3 separate regions of the Anas platyrhynchos genome follow, and regions 1 and 2 are each linked to region 3. Evidence: chromatin contacts called from public Hi-C data. All regions are on one chromosome and are shown on one strand. Each heading gives the region's core, a stretch centred on a gene start, on an enhancer-like site or on the middle of the called end of the contact. The rest is flanking DNA. Distances are from core to core; before and after follow the strand shown.

Region 1 (3,316 bases), core at 655-3,154, 110 kb after region 3:
GACTTTCCATTAGCTAAGCTGAGAGAAACAATCAAAAAAGGTAAGTGATTTGGTTGCTTAAATTTCGTTCATTTTCCATTTTAGTAACCCTTTCCCTAGGGATCAAGCCCAGGACTTCACCACCAGTATTTTTGACAGCATTTTGCTTGAATGATGCAGGAGGAACCACTAAGGACAGAGTAGACCAAATATCATCGTTTTTCTTAAGACCAATGCCCTATTTTTTATACTTAAAACATTTCAAGGCAAGATGATGTAAGTAATCATTCATTCTCTGAACACCAAGAGTATTTTGTGATTCTGTGATTTTCTTTTCCCATCTTTCGGCTGGTTTGAGGTCTGGAATATACAGACTATTCTATTGATATTCCTGTAGCACAAATTCAAGTGAATAACAAATACTTAACAAAGAAAACCAGCATGCCTCGAGTGACAGGATTAAGCTGAGGTCCTAATGCAGCAAAGCCTTTCTTAGCAGAACATCCCTAGAGTTGGGTGCTTCTTGGCACAAATGGAAATGAATGTCCAGAGCATTTCACTGTGAGATACTGAACCTAAGCCATGTGCTCTGTTATAGTTAAATCAATGTATTTTGTATGAAAACATGTTTATGAATTATCTGTCATTGGTTGGATGACAAGATCTACAAGCCAGGTTTTCACATTTATTTTTTTTCCCAATGCAAAACATCACTAGTTTGGTTCAACCTAGTACTTTCAGGTAGATTAATACGCTCCATGTGTACAAACAAGCTCATTAACATATGGTAGGCCAGATGATAAAAACGCAATACAAATGCAACCAGCTCCCTAGCATTCCTAGCATGGAGCAGCCCTAGTGTGTAGCATTCCTTGGCAAAACTCATGATGGTGGAGGTGATGTGGAGAGAGCTGTGACGATGTACAAAGCCTCAATTCCTCCTCCATGAATGCTTTCCTCCACTGTCTGTTAAACCACATGGCTAACTTTAATTAAAGAGGCAGACCTACTGCAATATAACCTCACATTTCCCAGTTAAAAGGGATGTATTTTGCTCACTAAACCATTTTTCTCTGTCCAAGAACACCAACCATGTGCTGCTGTTACCTGGGTGTTTGTGAAACATTTCCATAGCTCTCACACTGTATCTTAGTTGACAAGCTGTGTGTTGACGCAGCTGATGCCAAATTAAACCTTTGGGTTTGGGTCCTCTGTGTCCTACAATTTAGGCACTGCAATTGAGTTCAAGATGAACTCGGATGAGAATAAAGTTTGCGGCAGAACTCTCCCTATTGCAAGAACCTTGCAAGTGCGTTTGTAATTATTAGTCCATTACCGGAGACATTAGCACAGACATGATAAAAGGGATTTATTTTATTTTCCTGCCAGCCCATGTGTGTGCCTTAATTGCATATCGAAGATACTCTTAGAATCCTCTCTTTCATGTAAATATACTCAATGGTTAGTAAATATTAATGCTGCTCTCTGGCTCCAGCTGTGAGAAGATTTTATTGTTGTGTTAGAGGTTTTGATTAGCCTCCAAAAGGTTTCACAGTGTCTCCTCTATTTATCTGAAACATACAGAACTGCTGCAGGCAAGGGTTGCTACAAAGAAAATCGTACACTTTCTCCCATTGTTTTTAATTTTCTCTGTGCAAGTATAATTATTTCTGCCTGTTTAATGCTTCAGCATCACCCTCTGTGCAATTCCAAAGGCACGGGAGAAGCTGCCTGGTACCTTTTCGTTCCAGTTTTCAGCAGACGGTGCTGAAATAAAAGAAACATATGTCACGTCTTCCCATTATTCTGCCTAATTGTCACGGCGATTTACCCACGAGCTGACGTGATAGCCATAGAGGGAAACGGAGCAAGACCTTTTGCATAACTCAGGGCTCGAGGAAATCCTAGACGCAGACGTGAGGGGGCAGCTCGGTGTCTGACGGTCAGCACCGCGGGGCTCTCCCCGCTGAGATCAGCTGGTGAGTTCGGTGGCCTGTCTTGACCTCTCCTCATCCGGTTGAAGGAATGAAATCCTGCTCAGCTGTCCCTGCCATATCCCTTACAGCAGGCAACGTCTTCGCTGTGGAGCCATCCGAATTGCTGGGTGCTGGGTTGGTGTCCACCCATAAGAGCTGGTGTCCACCCCACACAGGGACCCCGGTGCTGCTGTGCCCATGCCAGTGCAGCTCTTGGCAGCTCTGGGTATACCCCAGGGCTCCCAAGTTTTTGCAGTGAGTGGGTTATCCTGAATTCCCACATTGCAAAGGGAAGAAAAATTGGTGCTGCACCCCTCCTGGCTCCAGAGGGGCTTTCTATGAGGGCACCAACTCAACCATCACGCACGTCCCTGCGGACAGGCCACTTGGTGGCAACAACTTTCCTGGTTGTTGTATTTACTGGTGGCTAGGTCTGGACTGAGGCAGTTGTCTGGAACTGAATTGCCAGTCCCCAGTGTGCTCCAGTCCCCTTTAACCCTCTGGATATTCATCCCACAGGCTTTTTGTCTTTCCAGAAATCAGTGGCGTATTGGTGGGGCTGATCTCTGTTAGTAACACTGCTCTCGCACGGAGGTCACCAGCCTCTCTAACATCCACGTCTGCTTTACATAAGCCTTCAATATAAAACCACAATAGCTGTGCATGCTGAAGGGCAAGTCTTGTTTGTGTTATGCAGGCATTACCACATTTTCAGCTGATCTTTTAAGTGGTTCTTAATAAAATTATTAGGCGACTGGAAAATTTTCAGTAACATTTTTAAATGCAGCCCAGCTTCACAATAATAAACTCAGCTTTTAACAACCCTCGTTTATAACAATTCCAACAGCAAGAACTAATTTTCTCTTTGGTAATGAGGACTATTAGAATGACTGTTCACACAGAGTGACCTGGATTCAATAGTCATGCTTTTTGCTATTTTCACAACACGCTGCGTTTAGCATGTAAAAACGTACAGCTTTCTGTCTTTGGAAATTGTTTAGAAACTTCTCTCTTTAGAAATTGTTTAAAGGTTGCTAAAATGAAAGCACAGAAGTAAAATACAGCGATGTCCTATGCAAATAACAGGTTTCCTCATTATTCTGATCTGGGAAATTGTTGAACCCCGCTATGATGTGTACTTTCACAAAGGGAGCATTCATCTCATTCCCACCGGGGTTTGTTATGGTGAGATTACACCACTTTAGCTTTCAGTGTGGGGAAAGGACATGATTATTTTAGTGTTGATAGCATTTATCATTCCACGGGCCTGCTGGCTCTAGCTTGCAGAGCTGGAAGGTACTGTCTGCTGAAAGCCCGGGTGAAACTCAGATGAATTCCTATTTATTGAGGTGCTCGAGCAG
Region 2 (3,145 bases), core at 32-2,531, 92 kb after region 3:
AGCCTTTTGGAGAGAGGAGAGGACTCATGAATGCAGAAGTACATCTTCATTACTTATTTCTTTTCCTTTTTACCAGCACATGAATCTAAAATGGCCTTGCTGCCCTCTTACCGTAACTTAATTGCATGGATCGGAATTTAATTCATATTAATTTTCTGGCCCTAAATGTTTGAAGTCCAGAGCTAATCCAAAGAATCATTTTATTTCATTAAGGCCTCATTTTCCCCACTGGTTCTTACTCTCTGTGCCATGAATGTTTTGTGACGATCTTTATTTTAGCCATTTAGAGACAGACATCTGAGCTATTCTTAGGGAAGTAAAATGGTTTCTGGTAGTCAGCGCTTGCAATTTTTTGGAATAACACAATTTGTAGCACAGAAAATTCAGAAAGGCTGGGAGATCACCAGGGAGTTGATTACAGGGCGGTGGCATTATCCTGATTCTTCCATGTTGTAACGCAGGAGATCCAGCTTGTGACAACCCCAAACCACACCGAAGCCTTGGGCCCTGACAAAACCCATCTCCCTGTGTGCTCAGGGTGATCGGTGCATCCCCACTGATGTTAACTCCGGTTCAAAAGAGGGCAAGAGCTTCCAGCCCGATGCACAGGTCTGCAGGGCACGTCTGGGTGCATGTGGCATCACCACCAAGCAGAGGCTGTCACCCAGGGCCCTGCATTTGGAAGAGCGTTGTAGCAGTGCCACCAACAAGGCTGCTGGGGACAGCCACGTCCCTGCAGTGCTCTTGGGGTACCTCAGCTCTCACTTAAGCAACTGAGCGAACATCCAGGAAGAGAGAAGGGTGCTGTCCTGCATGCATCACTTCCTATACTTTGCCCAGTCTCTAATCTGCAGCTGCTGTGGACTTTCAGCACAGAGCTGCTTTGTCTGAATAAGCAGCAACGGCATCTAAAGAAGCAATAGATTTGGAAACCGAGACAACTGGAGCAATCACACTTTGATCTCTGGCAAAGCCCAGGGGCTTGATTGTTTTCCAGTGGAAGGAGCCGAGATAAATGAGTTTTCGGGAGTAGGGAACTCGAGGAGTTGAGGCTGGAGGTGGATTAGAGCGAAGGGTTAGGGGGTGCACCCTCTGCCGAGGATAATGAGGGCAGTCACCAGCGAGCCGCAGGGTCCTCTCACTCCCTGGCACTCCACGGGGCTCACACGAATTTCGGAGGAGCTGGCAGGAATGTTTCTTTCCACAGACCTCTGCCACCTCCTTGGAAGTCGATCAAACCCGTTTTATTAAAACCTCCCATTTGACTCCTCGTGTTTTTATACTGATTAAGAACCCTGCCTTGGCCAACTGAACAAGGGGACTGATTGTAGCTCAGCTGCTTCGTGCTGGAAAAGCTTTGATCGGGCTGAGTGGGAGTTTATGTTTAAGGTACTGTATAAAATGAATTTTGGTGATAAGCTTATAAACTGAATTTGAACCTTGCTGGGCTCCAGAGAGAAGGAATAAACAACTCGATTTATATTCTCCACAGATACACACCGAGATGTCCCTTTGACCTTCAGTTATTTTCCTTGGGGGGTCAAACTGTTTCTTAAACTGTTTGAAATTATTTGTCCAGATTAGCTGTCCATGCTGAAGATGGAGAGCTTTCAGGGTGGCTCCCAAGAGCCCTGAAGCCAACTATAATGAATGAGTTTGGTGTTTTACTCTGAGGAGAAAAAAAAAAAAAAAAAAAAAAAGAGCTGAATGAATTACAGAGCTGCCAAATAGCCCTGGTTCATTCACACAAACTTGAGGATAATGCGCTTCTCCCGATCCCAACACGATAGCATTAGAATAGCCTATTTCAAGGGCATTCATGTCTGACATCTTCTCTCCCTCATTACTCACCAGCCTCTATCGTTGTACGCAGCAGTGAGCTGCAATTAGAAGGTGCTGGGATCTGACACGAAACCCCGAGGAGCATGTAGGGTTCGTCTCCCATTGATGCTGAAGCTGGGGACCAAACCTGAAGCGGATCCAAGTGGAAGCGAGGTCAGATGGGCTGCCTGGGAGAGATTTGCTTTGGAAGAAGAGGTTGTGATCTCTCTGGACAAATGTCTATGCATTTTATCAGAGAAGTCATCCAGCTGATGTGCAAGCCCTACAGCTGTAGGAAAAGAAAGTTTAGTTTGTGTTTTCTTGACGCAGAGGGCTAGAAGCGAGAAGCCCAAGGTTAGGCTCAGTGATGGCTTTCTGCATACCTGTCTGAGACACCACAGCACCCTGAGCTTCCACAGCCATTCCCCCTTCCCTGCGTCAAAATTAGTCTGCTCCATTTATCATAATAAAGGGAACATTTTTTTAAACCTGGCTCACAGTTCATGCCCCGTGCCTGTGTATCTGCCTCTTTGTTCCTCCCAGTGACTTGTGACCCTGATGCCCAGCTCCAGCCAAGAGTCACTGAAGTGTAGAGGTTTCGGTAACATCAAAGTTAAATCAAATTTCCAGAAAACTGGGAACTGAGTAGAGGAGAGTGAGTAATGCTTCAAATATTACCTCTGCTGAAAGAGAAGTCTTGCTGGATCCCAGAGGATCCCAGTGGGGAAGAGGAAAGGGGGACAGAGAGACACGTAAGAAATCAGGCCTTATTTGTTCATTCTGTTGTGCATGGTCAATGTGGGTTTTGGTTTTGATTTCTCATCAAAACCTAGTTATCTAAAGCTTTCTGGGGATTTGAAGTGTAAGTGGGTATACCAGCAACCAAAAACTCCTCCCATTAGTCCTCATTTGCTCTCAGCAGGGTGCCCAGAGGGGATCAGAGCTCACTCAGTGTTGACTCTGCACTCTGACGGGACTGAAGTATAGGCAGCAGAAACACTGAACATACCCAGGGAGCAGGACTAGTGGAAGCTGGAACAGACCCATTAATCAACCAGTCTCACCGTACGCTAAGGGATCGCAATAATGCAAGAGGCAGATTGCAAAGCCTAATTTGTGATCTGGGACCCTGTTCTTCGGGATAAAGTTCTTCTGCTTCTAACCTACCCCGCTGGCTCTGTTTGTATACAAGTAACTATGGGAAAGGATACCATGCACAGTCGGGCTCTGCAAGCCTTCCGAGAGCGTTATTGACTTCTCCAAACGCTGCTGCTCAGAAATCACAGGCTTCCTGCATGCTCAGCTTCCACCTGGATAGCTTTAC
Region 3 (3,244 bases), core at 329-2,828:
TGTACTGCCTGAACACCTGCATTAGCAATAGTTCCCACATCCAGCTTGGAAAGTAAAGCTTAACTCAGCATCCTTGTGGCTGTTGGATTGGTACAACACACACTGTCAACCAAAGATAACTTAAAAGTATCAAAAGATTCACAAAAGCCTTTTTTTTTTTTTTTTAATTTGCCTATTGCACTGTTTGAAACAAGAAGTAACGTAGGAACTGGTAAAAAGGAAGAAATAAATACTGACTTATCTGGATGAACATCCAAAATCCTATCAGTTCTGTAAAAAGAAGACTTGTTAAACTATGACAGCCTGTGTGGAGACTCCAGGGAATTCGTTTGTCCCTGATGCACAGAAATGCAAACTGTGACACCTGCACTGTGTCGAGGCAGGCATGGTGGGCAACCAAGAGAGCACCCCCCTGCAATTAAACAGCTTTCTCTGCTGTTGGAAGGCTTTTCATTAACACCTGCCAACAGAAATTGCACCTTCTAATGGTCCTGGGTCTTACACACAGCTGAAAGAAAGAACAATCTGCAGGGCTGGAACAGCAGTCTGAAAAGTGACAGTCTCTTCTCCTTACCTGTATGTATGTTAAGGCTCCACAGTAGCTCCAAAACACCTCAAAGATAACCTGCCCCCAACCATCGTGAATTGTGTACTGAGCAATGGAAATGAAACATTACTTGTTCTAAAATACTGGCAACAAGAACATTTTTATACCACATATGCCACTTCTTTCAGTGTAACTGAACACAGCTTTGGTAACCAGCACACGACAGCATCAGACTTCCTTCCCACTGCAGTCACCAAAGCTGTGCTCGGAGGTCATCGCTGCCGAGTTAGGACAGCTGATACTGGTCAAGCTGTGGCAGTCGCAGCACCCCATGCAACCCGAGGACCCATTCAATTCCCTCCCTTAGGAGGTGTATTTTTCAGTCTAATGAAACCTGTCCCTGCTGTCACGGGCAGCTGTCTTTCAATGAAGTTGTTTAAATACAACATGATTGCACAAGTCCCTCGTGACCCTGCAGAGGCACCATCCTGTACAAAACTGACAGTGACATTAAATGGATTATCCTCTGAGGTACCCAAATGGTCTTCTCTGAACTTACCTCGAAAAGGTGCTGTAAAGGACTGGATTTTAGCTTCTCTTTATCGCCAAACTGTTGGAAACCAACACCCAGTAAACCTTGAAAAACAATTAAATACAGAGTTAGACAACAGCCCAGCCCAGAGTGTATTGTTTTGCTGATTAAGTTGTTTTAATAAGCAAGCCCTGTCGTAGCACTCTATGTAATAAGACAAATTGCCTAAATATCTAAACAATGTAATAAGTGCAGGCTATAAAGAGATCAAAAGCATAGCCTTTTATTCTGCTGTACGAAAAAAGCTTTAACAGCTAGAAATTAGTATAAAATACAATGTCAACTTTTCAATTCCTCATAAATGGAATTTCTTCCTAGACTTGCAGATAAAGTTATATTTTACACAGCGACCAGCTGAAAACACAAAGCCATACAGGGGAAACTGTCCAGCAAACAGAATAATCAACCCCCTTGTTTGGCTTCCTCCCTTAGCAGCATTATCACTTCAAGGACAGTAGAAACTGGGACACAACGCAGTTATTTCACATACCACTCATGCAGTACTCTGAAGGGAGCTTTTTGCTAAATGCTGAGAATGTGCAGCTTTTCTTCACATTATCTGATCTGGCTTCAGCACTTTCTGAAAGCCATCTGAAAGGGCAAGAAATTCAACCCCCCAACTGATTGTCTAAGTCAAAAGAGCCCATTAATTCATTCCGTAATCTAGCTTTATTAACCCCATAGCCTCTTGGATTATCTGAGGCTGCTTTTAAGGTCATCCCTTCCTTCTGAGCCAACAAGGACCTGGACTGATATAAAGACAGCATCTGAGGAATGCGGGCACCCCTTTGAAAGCCCTTAGCAGCTAAGCAAACAGCGCTATCTCCAGAACTTCCCTCCCGAAAACAACGACTGCGATAGAAGCTGTAGCAGATTTAGATAGGAAAAACAAGTTAGAGTTTAGGAAACAAAATGCGTCTGATCCTATTGAGAGGGTGTTTCTTTAAAGATAGCCGGCTCTATGGGCTTGGCTTCTTAATGATCTCTCTTAGTGTACCTACACACCCCACTTTTCCATGCTGCTTTCACAGTCCAACCCCCAGCAAGGCTTCCAGCTTTCATTCACCCCAAACACTTCCTTCCACATGTCTCTGTCTTCTCCTAAATATTTGTTATACTCCCCAATTACTGGCAAGACGTAGCACGAGCTGGGATTGAATTTGACCGAGATGTGCTGACTGGTGAGCTGACAGGCTGAGCTCAGAAGTTAACTTTCTCTCCCCGAAGGCACTACATTGTATTCCTACCCCTACACGTCCGCCAGCTGTCACAAAACTAGGAGAACTTTGTTCTCCGGGATATTTTTTGTCAGATCTGGCTGAGGTTGCCCAATGCATTCAGAATTTATTAAGAGCAGAGCGTCAGGAAGATGGATGGACTGACAGACGGAACGACTGCCTGAGATTTGTTACCTGAAGAAACCTGCCCCAAAACTGCTTCAAGCTTGAGGACTGCTCCGCCATTTTTCAGCAAAACACATTTTCAATTATTATTTTTTAGAGCCTTCAACAATGGGAGTTGTAATGGAAATGCTGACAGATTGTTAATTATAGCACCGCTTCTGGGAAAGGACTAATATACTAATATTCCTCTGCTATAATTCTGTGAAGCATGACTGTGTTATTTGTTATAAAGCCTGGCACATATTTGAGCTGAGCCAGCCCAAATAGAGAAGGGAGCACCCATCTGGAAAGCTACACTTGGGACTGCTCTGTCAGTGGTACCATTTTTAACAGCTGTGCTCTGGACAACAGGAATATAGGTAAATAACACACAGTCATCCTTATTCTTTCTAGAAACTTTGTGTTAAATTTCCTGGTATTCAGACTTACGAGTACCATTTATCTCCAACGAGTGAATGAGGTCAGCTGAGAAGCCCTTTGCCTTTTGCATTTTATTGCTTAATTGCCATTGCCACATTCATTATGCAAGCGCTGGTGATAAAAAATAATGTCTATGGGGTAAAAATGAATGAAATACGTAATGATGAAATTTATTTAATTTTATGTAAACTCATTCTGTATTCAATTCTTACAAAAGAAATCCTAAGTAAAGTGAAACTGCTATAAACTACGGTTTGACCAGAAACATGATCAGAACAGAGA

Evidence for each region. A called contact is a pair of places that touch in the nucleus more often than the background predicts.
Region 1: a contact with region 3 is called in a Hi-C map of skeletal muscle, with 1.8 times the contacts expected there. The contact joins two enhancer-like sites. A contact is called at or near these places in 2 of 8 Hi-C or Micro-C datasets (skeletal muscle and subcutaneous adipose tissue).
Region 2: a contact with region 3 is called in a Hi-C map of small yellow follicle, with 2.7 times the contacts expected there. The contact joins two enhancer-like sites. A contact is called at or near these places in 3 of 8 Hi-C or Micro-C datasets (liver, skeletal muscle and small yellow follicle).

The regions. Positions count from the first base shown.
Region 1 is chr3:83,149,454-83,152,769 of IASCAAS_PekinDuck_T2T, reverse strand. No RefSeq gene overlaps it. Among named protein-coding and RNA genes, the nearest start is that of AKIRIN2, 38 kb to the left of the region's middle. Within about 2 kb of position 1,904, at least 2 of the 8 cell types and tissues checked have an H3K27ac peak or open chromatin away from gene starts, as enhancers often do.
Region 2 is chr3:83,168,662-83,171,806 of IASCAAS_PekinDuck_T2T, reverse strand. No RefSeq gene overlaps it. Among named protein-coding and RNA genes, the nearest start is that of AKIRIN2, 19 kb to the left of the region's middle. Within about 2 kb of position 1,281, at least 1 of the 8 cell types and tissues checked has an H3K27ac peak or open chromatin away from gene starts, as enhancers often do. A contact at or near this core is called in small yellow follicle, where this site is marked.
Region 3 is chr3:83,260,500-83,263,743 of IASCAAS_PekinDuck_T2T, reverse strand. RARS2 (arginyl-tRNA synthetase 2, mitochondrial) reads right to left here. Exons shown (of 22, transcript XR_011808467.1): 8 at 1,107-1,183. Among named protein-coding and RNA genes, the nearest start is that of ORC3, 15 kb to the right of the region's middle. Within about 2 kb of position 1,578, at least 4 of the 8 cell types and tissues checked have an H3K27ac peak or open chromatin away from gene starts, as enhancers often do. A contact at or near this core is called in small yellow follicle, where this site is marked.